2 separate regions of the Anas platyrhynchos genome follow, and region 2 is linked to region 1. The links are chromatin contacts, called in public Hi-C maps. All regions are on one chromosome and are shown on one strand. Each heading gives the region's core, a stretch centred on a gene start, on an enhancer-like site or on the middle of the called end of the contact. The rest is flanking DNA. Distances are from core to core; before and after follow the strand shown.

Region 1 (6,889 bases), core at 3,376-5,875:
GGCCATCCTTGCATAGCTGTGAAATGATATCTCTTCAGACAGGAAACAGAGACAGACGTGCGTTCCCAGCAATATTAAATGCAGGGTTGAGAATTTCTGAGTACCAGCCACCTATTAAGCAGACGGGCTGAGGTAACTAACATGTATTGAAAAGGTCAAACAAGAACCTCTGTCTTTCTGCTCAGTTATTTCTCATGTTACGCAACCTAGTTTCAAAAACGTTATGCAACTTCTGATGAATTTATGTTCCTGATTGGGAAAAAATAACTATAACTATATATATATATATATATAGATAGATAGATAGATAGATTTCTCCTAAAATTCACTGAATCTTTCCCTAAAAATTCCATAGCACAATATAAAGTATCTCCATTCCTGATGCCTGAATAGATATATATTTTCAAGTATTTTACAGAACATTTAAAGGCTAATATTATTTGATCTTTTTAAAGCTGAAAATGAAAAGGAAACTAGAATTATTTGTCACATTCATTGTATTTACTTCACTGCTTTGCTAGTTTAAAATCTTTAATCTTTCAGACTGATAACTTGTTTTTAAAATCATTTCGTGCCCTCTAGTGGCAGATTTGTTAGGCATGGTAATTGCTGCTCTAGCAAGTCCTCATACCGTTCAGAATTAGACATTACAGTTACAGACAAAGTAGAAATGGAATAAAGCCACTTCATTTACCTTTGAAGTGAAATTTATATCTATCTCTACAGTTTAAGAAAATAAATTACATTATTTTCAACTTATGATGAGATGTCACTGACAACAAAGCAAAACAATCTTGGGTGAAAACATAAATAGCAGCAATAAAAAACATGTACTCAGTCAGTGTTTGGCTGAGTTTGCTCTTAGAAATGGTATTGATGAACACTTCCTTGCGCAAAGCACTGTTCTGGTTGTTTCCTACTAAGACACTGTCCAACATCCTGGCTTACAGTTTTTCCAAGTTGGTATCTTCATAATGGTGCCAGTGGAAAGGCTAAATCCCACCAGAGCTTCATCTTCCCTTCTGGAAAAATCACTTTCTTTTCTTTACTAAAGAAACAAAGTTATAGCACAGAGGAAAATCCAGAAAAGAAAGAAGGAAACATTTGAGGGCTTCAAGGAAAATTAAGTCCGGGTTGATTCACAATTTTATTATTTTTGTTTGCTGGGCCTCTACTAACTCACTTTCTTAGGAAATATCACTCAAAATCCTTACTTTCTCCACCATGTTTCCAAATTTTTTACTATAAGCTTCTGCACCTGAGCAGAAAAATAAATCACAATGCTTTCAAACAACTCTTTCAGCATAGATTCTCAGGAGTCTTGAGATAGCAAACTCCAAATTTAAACAATGAGGCATCCTGTGCTTAGGCATCTGCACACTTTTTGCTTTAGTTTGGCTTTCTTTTCCACCCCTAAATTATAGATCTCCAGGAACATATTAAACATTAATCTTTTTCACTGAGTTACAGGTTCTGAGCTTGACAGACTCAGAAGAACATTCACTTTGACTCTGAAAATTTGATTCCCAATGAAGATGGTAGAGATTTGCTACCAAAGGCACTCAGATATATGTTTCATGCAGATAAAATGACAGAAATCAGAATGTGTTATTCTGATTTTGAAACCCTTGCCTCTGGTAGTCTGAACAAAAAAAGCAAGGCTTAATCAATCCAGCCTTTCCACTTAGCACTATAGATGGTTACAGAGGGCCTGAGAAGTTGGTGTTTTCAAAATCTTCAATTTATTTATTAGGGTGGTTTCTAATTTTGCAGGTCAGTTTTCTTGGTTACAAAAAAAAATAAAAAATGTTCATTTTAAAACCCACAACAGAGTCTCTGCACACAATGGACATCAGAACTGGCTCACTGATCGGAGACAAATGGAAAATGCAATTTCGAGCTAGTTATTGTTCCAAGTTCTCTTTGCAGTTTTGTCCACTAGGGAAATAATATAACATACTTCCTCCCTTACTTCCTCCCTTCATATGTTTGCCTGATACAGTGCCTGAAAAGCCATGACTTAATTTCATGTTATTTAATTTTTGTTAAGGTCTCAAAGATGGAACATTTTAGAGAATAACCACTTAACTAGTTTACACTCATGTAAATAAACAAACAAATAAATAAATAATGTTTTTATTACTTTTACAGATTTTATGCTTTAAAATCCTAATTGTAGCAGTTTTTGCACCTTTTGAAGTCGACACCTTTGCTTGTGTCTTTTTTATATACAAATAATGAGCCAGAAATTATTAAGAAAACACTAAGGGGGGGTAAAGGCAGAAAATAGGACAGCTGTCCTCTGCAGCACTGGACCCTGTGAAGTAAAGCAGGCCCTCAGCTCAGCTCTGTCCCTCCTTCCTTCCCTTCCCGGGACAGGGGCAGCCTGCCAGGCACTGAAAGCACAGCTTCTCACCACTTGGGGCAGCAAAATCCAGTTCTTGAGCTGCTCTCGTAGCTGAGAATGGCATCTCTTGGTCGCTCCTGGGTGTTCAATGAAGAAAAAATGTAAATCATCTGTCTACTCATCTACAACTCAAGCAGGTCAGCATTATTTACAGTACTGATCACCTCATGAGAAAGCAAAAACAAAAACTGTTTCAGAGAAAAGAGCAGTTATGTTTAAAGGAATTGAAAATTGAGATGAATAGGGACCGAAAAGTTTGGGAAACGAGCAGGATAAGATGCAATAAAACACATATAAAATAATAAATAGTACAGAAAAGGCAGAATGGGAAGTAATTTTCCTGTAGTTTAACCCGTGAGGATTCATATGAATGCAAAGCCTGCTCAGATCAAACTATGATCAGTGTTAGGAGTAACTTTGAAGGAACAAAAAAACCCTTGATCACTTATTTTTGTTTCTTGCAGTCGTGAGAATTAGGGATAAAATCTAAGACAGAGGTTAAACTGATCCGTAAGTACCTCTCATTGGGGTTTTAGTCCTCACTCTAAGCTGGCCACATGGTCTGAGGGCAGCATGCTGGAGCCTGGACCACGTACCACAAAGTTCCTGTGTTCAGCAGAATAAAATCCCGTCTGCATGAATGGCAGACACTGATTGCAGTGGCCAAAAGATAACGAACACTAGCCCTAGTGGAAAAAGAGCTGTGGTGGCTCCAAGGGTGCTGACAAATGCTGACGAGGGCCTGAGGAACGCCTCTGGTCCTGCTGGGTGGGTGAGTGATGACGAGGCCAGGTCAGCGTGCTGACCTGGAAAATCCTGAAGCCTTGACAGGGAGCTGCCTGAAGCCAAAGTCTTCAGCTGCACAGCCCTGAGCAGCTGCCAGATGTCCCTTGGAAGGAGACTGATGCTTCTGCCTGTATCACCGATGCAGATACTCAGTACTGCTCTGAGTAAATGGCTGCTCCACATTCTGTGCTCAGCTTCGGAGATGGAGGCACAAGCAATATAATGTGAACATGAGCCCATGGGCTGGCCACACAGGAGCTGCTTGTGCGGTGAACTCTGAGGCTCTTGCACTGTTGGAATTGGCTGATAAAAACAGACCTCCAGAGCTAGGCAGATGCAGAGTGCTGGGGGTGACGTGTTAGTCTGGGGTGAACTGATGCATTCAAAAAATGTTAAGCAATGGTACACGAAAGTGCTGGGATAATATGCCAAATGGGAAAATGGAGGTCAAAATTAAAAAGTGGGCAAAAGCAAAACTCAGGTATCAAACAACGTTAATAACAGTTATCATAGAATCGCAGGATCATTTGGGTTGCAAAAGACCTCTAAGATCATCTCGTCCAACCTTTAACCTAGCACTGACAAGTCCAGCACTAAACCATGCTGCTCAATTCTACATCTACACCTAGTGAAAGCAAGGAGAGGGTCCTGTAGCATTCCAGCGAACTGCTCCCAAATGCACACAAATTGTTTGACACAAGGACCTTTGAGAAGTGACAGACTTTGAGCGAAGTCAGAGAAATAAGCTAGAGCTTAGCACCCAGCAGGGTGTTGGAGGGAAAACACAAGGAACTGGAAACCAAACGGGCACACACTGCTTTCCCAGCAGGGTTGAGATGGTCGGTGAGGCACGGCGAAGGGAGGAAGATGGCAGGCAGGAAGGAGCATGCAGGCAGCGTGTGCTGCCCTGCCTTTCCTTCACCAGGTAGAAGCCGTGAGGGAAATCTGTGTCCTGGGATCCAGGAGAGGTGAAGGGCCATGGGTGGTGTGTGTGTGGGTGGACAACACCGGACCGGGTGCCACGGGAGTTATGAGGGGAAATGGCCAGGGTGGGAGAAGCAGCGTAGGGATGGGATTGAGGCAGAAGGCAAACATGGGCAGGATGGTCTGTTTTTTGAAGAGGGATGTCACACACGTTATTCACGACTAAAACTCTGGCTGTAAGTGAGGGCAGCCAGCGGATGGAGCAGTGTGGCGGGGTGCACAGCCCCTCACCCACACCTCGCCCAGCACCTCAGCGCCACACCGCGCAGAACCAGGGGTTCAAACACCTCCCCGTGGCCCCCTAAAGGAGCCTCCAGGCGGCCAGGCGGCCCCGCCAAGCCTGCGGCAGCACCCGCAGCCCTCCACCTCCACCGGGGGCAGCCCCAAGCCCCGCGGCCGGCCCGCGGCGGAGGCCGCCAGGGGGCGGGCGGCGAGGGTGGGTGCGGGCCGGGCCCATCGATGGGGGCGGCCGCTCTGCGCTCGGCTCCTCCGCCCTGCCTCTCGGCTCTGGATTAGCGAAACTGGCGACGTGGGACCGGGCCGGCCCCGCCGCGCCCCGCGGGGTGAAGCCGGGACTCGCCGCCCGCCGGCAGCGCCGGGGCTCCGCGGCTCGGCTCCTGCAGCCCCGCTCCGCTCCGCGCCGCCCCGCTCCGCACCGCTCCGCTCCGCACCGCAGCCATGGCGCTGCGGGCCCGGGCGCTGTACGACTTCAGGTCGGAGAACCCCGGCGAGATCTCGCTGCGGGAGCACGAGGTGCTGAGCCTGTGCAGCGAGCAGGACATCGAGGGCTGGCTGGAGGGCGTCAACAGCCGCGGCGACCGCGGCCTCTTCCCGGCCTCCTACGTGCAGGTGATCCGCGCCCCCGCCGCCGAGCCGCCGCCGCCCGCCCGCTACGCCAATGTCCCCGCCGCCGGCTTCGAGCCGCTGCCGCCGCCCGCCGCCTTCAAGCCGGCACAGCAGCAGCAGCAGCAGCTCCACCAGCAGCAGCAGCAGCAGCAGCAGCCCCCGGCGGCGCAGCAGCCCCCCGAGCCCTTCCCGGTGCCGCCCGCCGCCGGGTACCCCTTCCCTATGGCACCCTACGGCGGCCCCTACCAGCCCAGCCAGGGCAGCGACGACGACTGGGACGATGACTGGGACGACAGCTCCACGGTGGCGGACGAGCCCGGGGCGCTGGGAAGCTCCTACCCCGACTACGAGGCTGCGGGGGGCGGCGGGGCGGCGGGGCGCTACCGCCTGTCCACGCGGTCCGAGCTGTCCCTGGGGTCCCGCGGTGGCGGTGGGGGTGGCGGTGGTGGCGGTGGACACGCAGCCGGACACCCGCACCCGGCTGGTGGAGGAGCCAAGAGCTCGGCCACGGTGAGCCGCAACCTCAACCGGTTCTCCACCTTCGTCAAGTCCGGCGGGGAGGCCTTCGTGCTGGGCGAGGCGTCGGGTTTTGTGAAGGATGGGGATAAGCTGTGCGTGGTGCTGGGGCCGCGCGGCCCCGAGTGGCAGGAGAACCCGTACCCCTTCCAGTGCTCCATCGAGGACCCCACCAAGCAGACCAAGTTCAAGGGGATGAAGAGCTACATCGCCTACAAGCTGGTGCCCAGCCACACCGGGCAGCAGGTGCACCGCCGCTACAAGCACTTCGACTGGCTCTACGGGCGCCTGGCCGAGAAGTTCCCTGTCATCTCCGTGCCCCACTTGCCCGAGAAGCAGGCCACCGGCCGCTTCGAGGAGGACTTCATCTCCAAGCGTCGCAAAGGCTTGGCCTGGTGGATGGACCACATGTGCAGCCACCCCGTGCTGGCGCAGTGCGATGCCTTCCAGCACTTCCTCACCTGTCCCAGCACGGATGAGAAGGCCTGGAAGCAGGGCAAGCGCAAGGCTGAGAAAGACGAGATGGTGGGTGCCAACTTCTTCCTGACCATCAGTGTCCCCGCTGGCCCTGGGGCTGGCCTGGACTTGCAGGAGGTGGAGAGCCAGGTGGACGGCTTCAAAGCCTTCACGAAGAAGATGGACGAGAGCGCCCTGCAGCTCAATCACACCGTCAACGAGTTCGCCCGCAAACAAGTCACTGGCTTCAAGAAGGAATACCAGAAGGTGGGGCACTCCTTCAAGTGCCTCAGCCAGGCGTTTGAGCTGGACCAGCAGGCCTTTTCGGCCGGCCTCAACCAAGCCATAGCCTTCACTGCGGAAGCCTACGATGCCATCGGGGACCTCTTTGCAGATCAGCCCCGACAGGACCTAGATCCTGTGATGGATTTGTTAGCGCTGTATCAGGGGCATTTGGCCAACTTTCCGGACATCATCCACGTCCAGAAAGGTAACACCCTTACTTATTTTCTGAAATTATAGTTTAATGTATCGGTGCCATGCAGACAGAGGTAGGAACCAGGAGCTAAACTTTCTCCACGTATGGCTTGTTGGCCTTGGGTTAAACTTTTCAGTGTTTACTCAGGTAGTCTGTTGCTAAAAATACACAAAACACATCAGTGACAGCTTTCATTCTGTGCCAAAGGTCTAGACTTTGTTGGGATTTCTGTTCGTCAGAGGTTACTGAGCGTGACTGTGTGCCTCTGAAAGAAACCACATCTACCTGTGAGGCTGATACATTAAAGATTAATGAGCTTGTTTACAGCCGTCGGAGATCAACTGGTATGAAAACATCTATTACTCTTTTACGTATGTCAGGTATCTTAAATCTCTGATCTAGCAGGTAATAGATAA
Region 2 (5,978 bases), core at 3,268-5,767, 150 kb after region 1:
AGGTCCCAACGTTTTTTCTGTTAAGCTAGAGGCAAAACAGCATGCAACCTCACACACAGATATAATAGAAAGTCTCCACCCTGGGAGAGAATTTGAGTGATGGAAGCAAGTGTTCAGAGACTATGAATACCAAATTTAAGCTGTTGTGATATTAATAACTTTTAAAAGCTCTGCTTCTTCTGATTGTACAGCACAAGTGAAGACATTAAAAAGGAAGATGCTGTCGGAGAAAGTGTACCAAATTCCAGTTCTATTTCCTTTCACCTTGAAGCTGCCATTAGTACATCTGAAATCGTTGTGACTACAGGAGAAGCCTAATACCAGAGTACATAAAAATAATTCAGAGAAATAAATGCTGGGCTCCAACACCATTACACAATTATTTAAAAGTTTGTTAGTAATTTATACTAAACCTTTTGAAATATACACCTGCTGAGTGATGTGAAAAATATGATAAATTAGGATAAAGTGAAGTGTTTGTTAGATGAAGCAATCTTCACTGAAAAATAATCCTTTCAGGCAGAATATTCTTACTAACATTCACCAGCATGACTAACATCTTCTTGCAAGTTTTGGAAAGGTTTACATACAATTTATAGTACATCAGTGATAAAAATCACTATTTTTAGAAAATATAATACAAATAGTAAAAGAAATAACCATTACAGTAAACCATAGGTTTCACGGAGTTCTCAAGAGCTGCATCAAGTGGTAAGACAAGAGGAAATGGCCTTAAGTTGCACTAGGGGAGGTTTAGGTTGGGTACTAGGAAACATGTTTTCACTGAAAGGGTTGTAAGGCATTGGAACAGGCTGCCCAGGGAAGCAGCTGAGTCACTATCCCTGGAGGTCTTCAGAAAACGTGTAGATGTAGTGCTTAGTGACATGGTTTAGAGGTGGAGTTGGCAGTGCTAGGTTAAAGGTTGGACTAGATCATCTTAGAGGTTTTTTCCAAACTAGATGATACTCTGATTCTAGATCATTCTGGTTATTCAAAGCTCACTCAAACTACAAGCTGGAAAAATAAAAAATGACAGCAAATACTTTAAGTAATTTCCCATTTGTTTTTTGCTTCTGATAGGTAATGAAGAAGAATCAGATCAGTAGCTGATTTTTCTCACGTTCCTGACTGAAACCTGGCCTTATGTTAGAAAAATTTATCGTCCATGTGTCTGCCCATTAAAACTAGATTGAACAGGCTTAAGAATACCAAGCAGAACATCATTAGCCTGATGAAATGAATAATACCCTTACATAGGTGTAATCTGATATTGATGATAATGCTCTTTTACAGTGAACCTCAATGTCTCTCTCTCTTGCAGAGAGAGGAAAATGTGAACCTCTTTCCAGCCTGATTCAGCAGCACTCACTAGTAATCACCTGGAAAAATAATCACAAAACATATCCTCATAATTAAAAATACATTCCTGTCTTCTTCATTTGATCTTACAGCTGGATGGAACCATATTTAAAATATTCCATTTTTAACCAAGAACTTGCTGCATCATAGATATGATCTAATTCAACCAGTGAGATGGAAAAACATTATAGGCATCACTGAATATCTTAGGTCATATGGCTTGCTTACAAATCTTTGGTGCGAAACTGGTTAAAAACCTTGTTCTAAACAAGGGGGAGAGGATATAAACTTTAGTCTCTCAGAATTCAGGTGCACTTCTTCCAAATATGCCTGATGATTAAATTACATGGAGATATTCATTGTTTCCTTCTCTCTTTAGCAAGGTTGCCTGAACGCTTTTGTGGTACTGTGTCTAAAAAGTACAAATATATTTCATTATTAAAATGCTTGTGTTCTGCTCCACTTGAATGGTATGCAAAGATCACACCTGCACAAGCAGCCCGAGGGTGATCAAAATATTAATCAGGAGAAAAAAGGAAAAAAAACAGAAGCTGTCAAACTGCACTCTGGAGGATGCATTTATTAAAGACCTGAAAGCAGAAGACATTCTGATACTTACAAATACCATGGCATCAGACTGTTGGGTTAATGTTGGAAGTGCCTCTTCCCAGATCACACAGTCTAAACTACATTCTCCAACACACAGTCCTGATACTTCATAGAATGGCAGTTTGGTTAATGAAATTTTGCTATGAGGACAAACAGAAGAAATAATGCAGCAGAATGACAGAAAGCAAACAGAGAGACAAAGGATACTTCATAATGGAAAAGTACAACTTCTTTTGCTTCTTATCCAAGCTGGTAGCAGATGACATCGACAGCACTTCAGGGGCACAGGAAGAATGGACATGGAAAAGGACTGCCAGATTTGCTGGGAAAGCCATTTACAGGTAATGTAACCATAGTGTTGAAGTGAATTCTCAGGGCTGATTCACACTTTACCACTGTTAGATTTAGAGTGAGATTTTGTGGGTAAATCAAATGCTAGTAAGAGTCTGCAAGCCTCTGATTCTTGCATGTAATGCAAAACGTACACAGTGAGACACATCCCTGTGTTGCATCCGCATGTGCTTCACACACCAGATTCCTAGATAAAAGATAGTCCTACAGTTGAAGCACTGAACATCAAATGGACAAAGGTAATGTTAATTTCTAGTTCCATCAGAGAAACATGCCAAAGAATTGTGCGAACCACTTAACCTAATTTCAGTTTACTGCCTAAAAGTTGTTAGCGCTTTGTTTTCCTTCCATCCTCAAATTGTTTTTCAGTTCCTCTCTAAGATCTTTGGGACAAGAATCTCTCTACCTCTGAGCATGGCTACAGTTATAGCAGCAACTGCAGTAAAGAGACAAGAGCTAGATTTTGACACATGGTCCTGGTACAGATGCCAGCCCACATGGGATTGTAGAGATCCGCATGACAGCTCTGCTGAAGCATCCTACATTGCTGCACTTGGGCTAGCACAAGCAGCAGGCTGTGATTCTGACATCCTACCTTGCAATCTGGAAATGTTCCCTGCAGCCCTGTATTTACCGTGCACTGCCCGGAATGCTGGGCACGGACAGCTCTTACCACAACAGTGAGGCATGAAGTGGTTTGTCAACTTCTCAAAGTACTGTTTGCAAAACCATACTGGTTGGCCTAATATTGCTGCCAGCAAAATCACTGACAAAACCCTTAGACCATGACATTTATGAAAATGCTACCAGCACTAGAGAAATTTCAGTGGCAATCTGATCTCCCAGACATCTGTGATAGCTCAGAGACACTTCTGTGAGCAATAAAATATCCTCCCTACTCTGCATACAGGCTTCTTGTCCATGAAACCTGCAAGAACACTGTTTAGAGCACCATACATTGAAATCCTCTTGCGAAAAGACAAGGGAGGCATAAGAACTGAAGATTTTTTTAAAGATACAATTAAACATTAGGTGTTAGTTCCTAGCTAGTCTATGGATCTAGAGAAAACATTCACAGTACAGTCACAGACAGTGAGACACTTGTAATTTTTAAGGAAAGGGAGTTACAGCAATTAGTTCCTGTCGCATGGGATTGCGAAGCATACCAGACAGGTCAATTCTGCAACCGTTTACTGGTCAAATATTTAAGTGCATATTTAAATAGCAAATCTGATTATCATTCCTTGGTGCTGTAATTACAGTTCACTGGAAGATGAAAACAAAGAAATTTCAAACTTAAGCTTTTGTCAGTGCCAGTGGTTTTGGTGACAGCTCTGGAGTAGCACCTCTATTTGCACCACCATCAGGAAGAGTGGCGGGCCCTTGGCATGTGTGGGAAGCCAGACATCAGCTCAATTTGGATGCCAAAACCCGGCACCCGTTGTCACTGGTTGGTAATGAACATCGGGGCTTCTTGCAAGCCAGAACAGGGGAAGAACCACAGGGCATACCCTTGCACATACCGTAGAGCTTTCTCACGGCATGTAACTTCAGTCATACTCACGACTGTTAAAAAAAGAATTTTACGCCAGTTGCTTGCTATGTGTTTGTATTAAAAAGACTCTGGGACTCTGTCGAGTCCCGGCATCAACCCTGCAGCGGGCGCAAAGCGAATCACGCCTCAGCGGGCAGGCTCGGCCTCCCCTTTGCAGAAACACCTTCCCCTCGCCCCCAAAAGCTGCTGCTGTCGAAAACAAAGCTATTTCTGCACGCCCACCGCCAGGTAAGCCCGGCTGCTCCCACCACAGGCCTCACACTCCGGGGGCTGGGTGCGGGGCTCGCCCCGCCGCAGCCCCCGCCCGAGCCTCCAGCCCCGCGGGGCGCCCCTCCATGGGGGCTCCCCTCCCGCAGGCGAAGCCCCCAGCGCCTCCCTCCCCCTCAACCAGCGCCCTGCCGGCCTGCCCGGAGCCCGGCGGCTCCCCGCGACATGGCGGCAGCCCCTACCTGCGAGGGCCGGCCGGCCGGCGGCCAGCAGCAGCAGCAGGAGCAGCAGCGCCGCCAGCAGCGGGGCGCTGGGCCCGGCCGCCATGCCGCGGACCGGCCGGGCAGCACCGGCCGCCCCCAGCAACCGGGGGCCCGGCACGGAGCTCGCCGCCCTCCCCCTGCCCCCAGTCCCGCCTCCCGCTACAGAAACACGGCGGGGGCGGCACCGGGAGGGTGGAGGGACGGCCCTGGGGCTGCCACAGGCGTCCTGTGGAATAGGGGTGGCTCCTCGCGGTGTGTTTCGATAGTTTTGTTTCACCGGGCTCGGCGGCGGTCCCCGGGTTGCCCCAGCTGAGCACAGGAGGAGAAGGGTGTGAAGCCCTGTGCAGAGCACTCGGCGTTGTGTTTGTGTCCAACACTTCTCTCCAAGTCTGCTGCCATCGCTGCATCCCTCGGGCTGGAAGCACTCAAGGTGGTCAGCACACAAGGTGGTCAGCACTCCCACATGTGGCCTTGTCCCCACACGATTCCAAGGGTCAGTTCTGGTGTCCCCTCCAGATCACTCCTAACAAGATCATAGAAGGTTGGAAAAGACCTTCAAGATGAATCGTTTCAACCATCACCCTTCCACCAATGTCAATGTTGTAATACACAATAAATGTTTGTTCATTGTCTTTTGTAAAAACAAGGAGTTCTGTTTGAGGAACGGGAGTTGTGAAAACTCCCTGCTGAAGTAAGGAGCTGTATAATGCTTAGCTAGACACTATGAAAATTCCTTTGCTTAATGTAACAAAAAAGAGAACCCTCTCCCCTTCTCTCCTTCTGCATCTCAGTAGCCTCTTTTGTTCAAAATAACACTGCTGCAAAGTTCATGTAACCATCTCCTGATAAGTTGTTAAACCAGTGTATCAACATCTTGCCTTCCTGTCTCATGCTGGGCCAACATGACCAAATAAAGAAAGAAGTTGAACCACAACGCCAAGGAAGACTACGGCCTTCATCTTCACGACCACCAGAGGGACAGAGACGACCCCCTAGCAACAGTGCGCGCAGTCGCAGAATATACCAGGATGTGCTGCGTAATCCCGGAATTACCAAGATATAAAAAGGGACCCTGGGGGGGGTGAGGTGCGCGCCGTTGGCGGAGCCGAGACTCCCCGGCCGCCCAGCGCTGTTTTGCTTGCTGTTGCTTACTCAATAAATTCCTTTCTCTTATTAATGCAATGCTCTCTGAAAATTAATTAAGGGGGCAACTTATAACAAATGTCACCCACTAAACCATGTCCCTAATCACCAGGTCCAACCTGGTTCTCCACCTTTAACCAGCTCTCAGGATATGTGACCCATTAGCCACAGACCTGGGAATAATTAACTGACAGACCTGGGAATGGACGGCACACACAGCCCTGGTGCTGTAGGAGAGTTGTCTTAAGCACACCATGTGGCTCAGTAAGCATTTCACCTGTAATTTTCATGGTTTCATTTTGTTTCAAAAATTTAGTTTTGGATTGCTAATTCTCTGATGGCACTGTATGACTCGGATCCTTACATCTAAAATTGATAGACTATGTTTTTTGTACTTCAGAAAACTATTTAAGTATAAATAAATTAAAATAAATTAAGTATAAATAAATTAAATAAATTAAATTAAATTAATTATAAATAAATTAAATTGA

What was found. Hi-C and Micro-C count contacts between places; a contact is called where the count stands out from the background.
Region 2: a contact with region 1 is called in a Hi-C map of subcutaneous adipose tissue, with 2.4 times the contacts expected there. The contact joins the promoter of LOC101801163 here to the promoter of SNX18 in region 1. A contact is called at or near these places in 2 of 8 Hi-C or Micro-C datasets (liver and subcutaneous adipose tissue).

Annotation. Positions count from the first base shown.
Region 1 is chrZ:18,447,679-18,454,567 of IASCAAS_PekinDuck_T2T, forward strand. It overlaps SNX18 (sorting nexin 18), which reads left to right and starts at 4,626. Exons shown (of 2, transcript XM_038170211.2): 1 at 4,626-6,485. The coding sequence starts at 4,856.
Region 2 is chrZ:18,593,225-18,599,202 of IASCAAS_PekinDuck_T2T, forward strand. LOC101801163 (chondroitin sulfate proteoglycan 4) reads right to left here and starts at 4,518. Exons shown (of 10, transcript XM_027446274.3): 1 at 4,324-4,518. The coding sequence starts at 4,408.